3 separate regions of the Mus musculus genome follow, and regions 2 and 3 are each linked to region 1. Evidence: chromatin contacts called from public Micro-C and promoter capture Hi-C data. All regions are on one chromosome and are shown on one strand. The core of a region is the stretch at or near the end of the contact, and the rest is flanking DNA. Distances in the headings are between cores, read along the strand shown. Region 1 holds the start of Asap1 (ArfGAP with SH3 domain, ankyrin repeat and PH domain1). Region 2 holds the start of Cyrib (CYFIP related Rac1 interactor B). Region 3 overlaps Asap1 (ArfGAP with SH3 domain, ankyrin repeat and PH domain1).

Region 1 (2,521 bases), core at 11-2,510:
CGGCCCGCCAAGAAGACCTGGCCACTCAGGCTAGGATAGACATGAAACTGGCCTAAGAATTACATGCTGTGTTTTACAATCTCAAAACATTACTCAGCAATCCTGTACCACTGCTATCCCAGAAGCAATCCTGCTAACACAACCTGATGGAGTCGATGGAAGGGGGGAAATGGTCTTTTGCATCTGTACAGCTAAGGCTAAGGTCAAGTTAACTTGGTCTAGACCTGGCTAAGCCTTTCCTTGATAAAAAGAACCCGCCCTACGAGGGCGTGAGATGATGTCTCTGGATGGATTAAACAGCAGAAAACCAGATACCAGCTAGTTTCTTTCTTTCTATTTTTTTTCTCGCTCTCGTTTAAACTTACTGTTGCTCTCATAAAAAGCATCAGGTTCCAAAATGGTACAAGCGGAAGAAGACATAAGGCACTTCTCAGCTCCCAAGGGGAATTACCACTCCCCCCCCCCCCCCCATTCCCTGTTTCTTTTCCTTTTAAGTGGTCTGGGGCCTGCCAGGCAGCGCCATGTCCAGGCCGGGACCCGCGCCGAGGGGAACTTTCCTCCGCTGCGCCCGAGACAATGCGGCGGCCAATGCCCGCGCCTCCCCGCCGCGCAGGGAGAGAGCGCCCCTGGAGAACCGGGAAAAGTGCCGAGGAGAAGGAAAGCGCCCCCAAGGGCCGGGAGAGCACCCCAGAGGAGAAGGAGAGAGTCCCAATGGGAGGGGAGAGTGCCCGGGAGGACAGAGAAAGCGCCCCAGCGGACTCCGGGAGCGCCCCGGCGTCTGCCCGGGCCTCCTCCCGGAGCGGGGAGCCTTGCGCCCCGGGCGCACACCCCCAACCCGGGTCTCCTCCGCGGAGCAGGGGAACGTGCGCTCCGGCGCTGCGGCTGCGGAATCCCCGGGCCGCCCGGCCAACCCCTGCAGAGCCGGCCGCGCGCCCCGCACGCCCCCGGCTGGTGCTCTGCGGACGGACGGGGACACCCGGAGCCCACAGGGGGTGTGCGGGTGGCCGTGCAGCGCCCCACCGCGCCTGTTCCCGCCGCCCCGCCGCCTCGCCACTCACCGGGACCGGGCGGGCCGCTGGGCATTATTCCATCGCGGGCGCGGCGAGGCCGGGCGAGGCGCGGGAGCCGAGCGCGGCGCAGGAAGGGGCGGGCGACCATGTGCCGAGGAGGGGGGAGGAGGAGGCCGGCGACGCGGAGCCGCTCTCTCGAGCCCGCTCGGCGGCGGCGGCGGTGGCGGCGGCGGGAGCGGGCTGCAGGAAATCCAAACACTTCGGCAGGAAATCGGAATCCTGACTAAGCACTCCCGGCCCGCGGCTGCCCCGCTCCGGGGGCTCCCGCCGCGTTTAACCCTTGGCCCGCCGGGCACACTTCAGGGCACAGGAGTATAGGGCAGTGTAGGAGATTCATGGGGTGGGCCTCCTTCTTGGCCACAGAAGGCAGAGGTGGGGCTTATCAGCAGAGAACCTTGGCCTTGAAGTGGGGCTTGCTAAAGCTGGGACACCAAAAGACTGTGGCCTCTCTCCCATCCTGCACTGTCTTCTCCTAGGCTACTTTCTCCTGTTCCTTTCCGTGGATTTCTATCTTCTTACCCAGTGCCTGGAGGCAAAACCTTTTGGATAGCACAGAGATGATCTGGCTAGCATTCGAGCATTCCAGGCTCTGAACCCTGGTTGGAAAATGGCCTTTTTCTCTTTCCTGCAAGTGATACTTCCTTGAGGCTTAGTTTCCCAATCAAGAAAGGAGTGTTCGTAGACTTAATTTGAAAACAAGATGCTTAGACTGGCATGTTGGAGACATCAATGATATCTGTGCTTGGGTATTACTGCACACTAGAGATGTCAGAGAAGGGAGGCTTCTAACTTGTGGGCTGTGTGTTCTGCATGTCTGTGTGGACCTAGCTCGGGGGCAGGTCTGGCCCAAGGGTGTCAGTTTCTCCCTAATTACTGGTGATTATTTTTCTTTGAGTCTTCCAGAAACTGCTGTCTGAAGAAGAAAAGATCAGCCACTGCGTAGTAGAGACCCCTTTCTGGTAAAATTAGAAACTCACCAGGCCTCACAAGATTGGAGATTTTGTTCTTAACCTGAGGGTGGGAGACTTGGGGGGAGGGCGCGTTAATAAGCCTTGAGCTGCTCCAGGGGGGTTAGGAGAACTAGCCAGGGAGTCTGGGCTGCCATGGGGAGTGATTCATTGTGGTTTCCCGAGGAAATGCCACACTTTACCTGTAGGCTGCAGTTTGGTGGTTTTACTTGAGTGTTTGAGATTCCTCTGACTCTCAAGACATAGAGGAAGGACCGCGTGTGGGCAAGTGAGAACTGAAATGACCATGCTGGGAACTGAAACTTGGGTACCAGCTCTATCTCCCAAGGACAAACAGACCTGTGCTTGGCACCCAAAGGCATGTCTCTTCTTCAACACTTTCTGTAGTTACAGGTCACAGGTAAAGCTCCAAGCTGGGCCCCAAGAACCTGGAATGCCTGCCCCTCATAGCCACCATCCTATTGGAAAGAACCTCTACCCAAC
Region 2 (2,521 bases), core at 10-2,509, 320 kb before region 1:
AGTTAAGGGCAAAGAAGGCAAAAATGAGGAAGCCTACGGGCTCACTTCTCAAAATTTACCAGCCACCAATTCATTTCACAACTATCTATAGGAAGCCTCCCTGTGCTCCCGCCCGGCACGTGTCTTAAGGGATGAAGGCATTAAAGGGGAGGTGACATTCCCACCCTGAACCTCAAGGCCAGGAAACCTAGTCCCATTTACTGCAGGCCAGAACTGAGAGCGGCCCATTTTACAGACACAAGGAGCCGAAAGACCCAGAGAATGCAGACAACTTGGCCAAGGTCACAAAGCTTGTGAGTGGTAGGACCAAGAATTAGACAGAGGTGCACAGCCACGTGACTCTCCCTGCTGCGCCACCTTCACACTCAAGCCCTCCCCCACCCCTCCATTTCTAGCGGCAGGGTGGGGATCTGAGACAACCCCCTAGGGCTCTGCTTGCAAAGGAAGTCCGGGTTCCTCTTTCCTCCCACCCCAGACACAAGACCCACATTCAGAGGACACACGGATTCCTTCCAGACCTACTGTGTGTGCACGACCCCCAGAAAGCCCTGTGGGCTCCAAATGCCTCCACCTCTGAACACTAAACTTCCATTTTTCAAAAAAAAAAAAAAAAAAAAAACTGATAATGATGATGATGATGCCGATGATGATGAAAACATAACGGGCAAAGAGGAAGTGCTGTTTAAACGCCGGCGGGGGTCGGAGCAGAAGGAAGTCAGGCTGGTGCGAGTCTATTCGCCCTTTTGGTTCCTCAATTCAGCCTCCTGGCCTGGAACCCCCACCCCCACCCCCAAAATGAAGTTAGCGGAGGGCAGCGCGGAGCCCGGGTCAGGCCCTGCAGCGCTCACCTGGCCTGCAAGAGGGGTGTGCCCGGGGACAACCACTCGGACCCCGCGCCCCAGCCTCCCAGTGCACAGCGCCCCAGGCGCTCGCTCGCTCCCTCCCTGCAGCCCGGTGAACCAGGGCGGCGACGCCGCAGCAGGCTCCCGGCCGGCCCTGCACGTACCTGGCGGCCCGACGGGCGGGCGGGCGAGCTGGCGGCGGGAGCCTGCGGTGCACACACGCCGCTTCCGGGTCGGCGGCTCGCGCGTCCCCGCCGCAGGTTCGCGAGCGGCCCCGCCGCGGCAGCAAGCGACAGCAGCAGCAGCAAACGGCAGCAGCAGCGGCCCGGCCCCGGCGCGGCCAGAAATCGCTATAAAAGGAAGAGGCGGCGAGGAGGAAGAGGAAGCGCTGTTTACCTTCGCAGCCCAGCCCGGCGCCGCACAAAAGGAGGACGCGACGCGCCGCCCCCCGCGCCCGGGCCCCGCCGCAGCACGGGCCCCGCGTCACCGCGCCCGGGACCGCCCCGCACCGCCCCCGCCCCAGCCCGCACAGTGACCTTGGGCGAGTCCCGGGCGCCTAGGCCCGACCCCCAGGGCGCCGGGTCCCCGCGGCCCCTCCCTCACCTGGGACGAGGGGTCGAGATGCGCTCGGCTCGGGCGCCACCTGCCTGGCTGCCCCTGGACCGCGGGAGCCGGGCAGAAAAACACCCATGGGGTCCAGTGGTGCAAGCCCGGGCACCAATAAAGCAGAGGCGATGCGAGGAGGGGGTCTGGGCTACCCACACGGTCACACGGTCGTCCCAGGACTTGTGATTTAGCGAAGGGGAAACTCCCCAAATACCATCTCCTTGTTGGGATTTTTGGTGTGGGGACCCCTGTCCTTCCCTTTGCCTAGGACATCATTAAGGGGCATTTTCCCCCTCTCCTTTACTCCTCTGCCCTCAAGTCCATGTCATCGTTATCTTGATTTTCAACCAGATTTTTCAGGAATATTTAATGTTCCGTGAAATATCTTTTCCCTGACCTCTAACGTGGTATCAAAAGGGTTACATCCACAACTTTTGCCCCTCCTTCTCATTCTTATCACCCCTCCACCTGTGCTAGGGGCTTGGGGGTACAATATTGGGGACTGATTTACCTTGGACTATTTCATCTTTAACAAAGGGGTGTGTCCAGATTTTCCTTAACCTGGGCCAATTCGGGGAACTTGGGGTTGCTGAGGCCTCCAGGACGGTTCTCAGGGAATTTTTTTGATTGCAAAAAAACTTTGTAGTGCTGGGTAGAGCCACTCTGATGATGAAAGCTTGCTTGCACTGGGACAAGCGAGAAAGGGTGTGTGGCCCACTTGGCATAGCAAACCCAAAGGGAAAGCAGAAGTGCTTTCTAGAAGTCTCTGGAGGTTTTTAGGCCAAGGGAAGAATTGCCTGGGAGGCTAAGGGCCTGAGTTCAAGTCCTCCCTGACCATTGCACTTCATGACCCTGGTCCAACATCAGAGCCTGCCAGGGCATCAGAACTCTTGGCTCTGGGGAGCAGATGCCATCTTAACAGTGTAAGAAGTGGTCTGAATATTGAATCAACGGTCAGCTATAAAGTTGAGGGGACAGCAGAAGAGGTTTTAAACCTGGGCACAGCAGAGAGCATGCAAAATGGGAGGGCCTCAGTCTGGAAGTTCAGAGTGAACCAGGTGCCAGAGGCTGTG
Region 3 (2,521 bases), core at 10-2,509, 260 kb before region 1:
TGCTATTAAATCTACCCCACAGGCAAGAAGTGTCACAGGGATGAGGTGAACTGCCTTCCTTGGAGAGGCTCCTTCAAGAGCAGACGCTGGAAAGACCAGGCCTGAAGTCTGAGTGGCCACGTGGTGTCTAATCACTATCACCATGGAGACTGGGCCTACCTCCCAGCCCCGAGCTGAGAACAGAGCCTCAATGCCCAGTTGTCACTCTGTCACCTACAGAAGACTGAAACGGAAGACAGTTCAGGGAAAATCAGATGAGAGCCAGAGAGAAAGAATTAAGATCAGGTGACACCGTCTGACACTCCAGAAACTTTGTGTCCATTCCCTGATATTTCCCACTTAAATAAGCTAATTAGTAAAAAATACATGAAGTTTGGGTCCTACAGCATGCCAGCTATGTGATACTATAAAAAGTATTTAAACTTTATGAACTTGAGGTTTTTATCATTTTAAAATGGAGACATCTACTCACTGGCACACTAAAGATTTATATACTGACTGTTAATGCACACATATGCCCTTCTGCGTTTACGTGCATCACACACTTGCTTGCAGGTTCCTGAGAAGGGCAGAAGAGGGTGCTGGATCTCCTAGAAATGGAGCTACAGGCAGCTATTAGCTCTCTGGTGTGTGTGTGTTTGGAACTGACTCCTGCAGCACACTTCCTACAACCACGGTTCTGTAACAGCTGTCTGAGCTCTTTGGCAATGTCTGCCTTCCCCGTTAGACCCAAGGCATTGAGGGGGAGGCTTACACTGCAGTTTGCTTTGCTATTTCCTCAGCAGAGAACGAGCACTCTGTAAGCATGCACACAACTCAACAAAAGACCACTGCTGCCAAGAGGCCTTCTGGGAGACTTAACTTCACGACTGCAGACTAAATGTGCCCTGTAAAAATTTTAATACTTGTGAAAGTTTCGTATCCATGGAAGCATTGGCCAAATATTTGGGCTGTTGTCCTTTCTTCCTGCATAAAGCCTTCCCAACTATGTGAGTAAGAATTAGCCTTTCTTCCTACTTATCCATAGCACTCAGGGGCTGAGGTAGAGTCTTTACCATGTACAAGGTACAGGATTCAATCTTGAGGACTCTTCAATCTTGTCCCCCAAGTATCGAGGGGGGATCTAGGGCCTTGTTCAAGCTAAGCAAGCACTAGTGCACACTAGTGCAGCATGTCTGTGAAGGGTAGAGCTTGCTCTGGGTCACTTCTTGTCTGCTGTGCTTTCTCACTGCTCTGAGGTAAGCAGTTCCCTTTCCCTTCCCAGCACCTACGGCTGCCTTGCTTCCTTCTGCCTTACCAGCCTGGGCCACAGCAATGGGACCAGCTGACTAAGGACTGAAACACCCACCACCTTTCTTAGTGAGGCAAGTATATAGAACTCTGCTCACAAGTGCATTTGGCTCCTGAGTAGGCAGTGCAGGAATGAGGGGGTTTAATCACCAAGGTTAGCCACAATTCAGTTTCTCAGTCTGGCAATGGGTCTAGGGTGAGAAGGTATGTTTCTCTTCCCCATTACCCATCTTGTCCTTTCCCAGAAGGCAGTCTGCTTTCTATTGTTCTTTGCTTTTCAAAATGTATCAACTGTCTTGGAAATCACTTACACCAGAACATGGGACTTAGTGTTTTCACATCTGGTAGAGTCACAGACTCCCTTTGTCCCATTATTATTATTATTATTATTATTATTATTATTATTATTATTATTATTATTATTATTTTCTACCACAAAATAGACATTAGTTTCCAGAAGTGGAAGAGTCTGGTCCAGGGTTAATAGATTTATAATTCTGGTAAGGTTTTTTTTTTTTTTGTACTCCCACAGAAAACTCATTAGACAGAACATCAACCTGCCAGACTCTGCTGAGAAGGTTGTTGGACATCTGCATCTGTAAGAGCTCTCCTACCACCACCTTGGCAGGTCTATTACCATAGCCCAGTGTGGCCAGATACAACTGTCCCCAAGATCTGTTCCACAAAGCTGGCACTCAGCAGCAGTTTCCAGGGAAGGTACTGCTGAGAAGAAACTTGCCTAATGCAGACATATGCTTCAAAATATCTTTCTAGTCTTTTCTTAATAATGGGGGTTGGGGAGTAGGGTGAGGGGGATACTGTGTTTGTTGCTAGCTGGTTATGTTTTGTTTGTCTGTTTTTGAGTGAGGAAGGAGAGGAGATAGACTAGTAAAGTATTCATATACTCAGAATTCAAAATACTTACATATCACTTGAAGGGGTGGGCTTTGGTGAAGGGCTGGGTAAATTTGCTTCCATAATATCATTAAAACTATTGTTTCCTACATTCTTGGCCAGCTGTAACATAAACAAACAGAACATACCACTGGTTAATCGACTCCTATCATTTGCTTCTAAGATTTTTGTATATGTATTTTCCTTCATCTGACTCAGAGTATACAAACTATCCCTTTTTCTGGTTAGGAAACTCCCCAAGCAGCTGCCACACGCCAGGCACTGAATTTTGACCTGGAATTGCTAGAAGTGGTAGCAATGCTCTTTTCTCGTAGGT

The links. Promoter capture Hi-C pulls out the DNA fragments that hold promoters and counts their contacts. Hi-C and Micro-C count contacts between places; a contact is called where the count stands out from the background.
Region 2: a Micro-C map of embryonic stem cells shows a contact between it and region 1, with 2.2 times the contacts expected there. The contact joins the promoter of Cyrib here to the promoter of Asap1 in region 1. A contact is called at or near these places in 3 of 39 promoter capture datasets (the C10 cell line, embryonic stem cells and neutrophils), 2 of 484 Hi-C or Micro-C datasets (both in embryonic stem cells) and 1 of 9 other capture datasets (adipose tissue).
Region 3: a contact with region 1 is called in a promoter capture Hi-C map of neutrophils, with 4 times the contacts expected there. The contact joins the enhancer-like site here to the promoter of Asap1 in region 1. A contact is called at or near these places in 14 of 39 promoter capture datasets (the 3T3-L1 cell line, the C10 cell line, cranial neural crest and 7 more), 6 of 484 Hi-C or Micro-C datasets (the HL-1 cell line, the N1E-115 cell line, cerebral cortex and 3 more), 2 of 115 datasets of contacts at active chromatin or transcription factors (embryonic stem cells and fetal liver) and 3 of 9 other capture datasets (adipose tissue, liver and macrophages).

What each region holds. Positions count from the first base shown.
Region 1 is chr15:64,381,659-64,384,179 of GRCm38.p6, forward strand. It overlaps Asap1 (ArfGAP with SH3 domain, ankyrin repeat and PH domain1), which reads right to left and starts at 1,261. Exons shown (of 31, transcript NM_010026.3): 1 at 1,059-1,261.
Region 2 is chr15:64,059,189-64,061,709 of GRCm38.p6, forward strand. It overlaps Cyrib (CYFIP related Rac1 interactor B), which reads right to left and starts at 1,260. Exons shown (of 13, transcript NM_001360036.1): 1 at 1,007-1,260.
Region 3 is chr15:64,125,157-64,127,677 of GRCm38.p6, forward strand. It overlaps Asap1 (ArfGAP with SH3 domain, ankyrin repeat and PH domain1), which reads right to left. Exons shown (of 31, transcript NM_010026.3): 19 at 2,216-2,307. Among named protein-coding and RNA genes, the nearest start is that of Gm20717, 28 kb to the left of the region's middle. Within about 2 kb of position 1,260, at least 27 of the 459 cell types and tissues checked have an H3K27ac peak or open chromatin away from gene starts, as enhancers often do. A contact at or near this core is called in neutrophils, where this site is marked.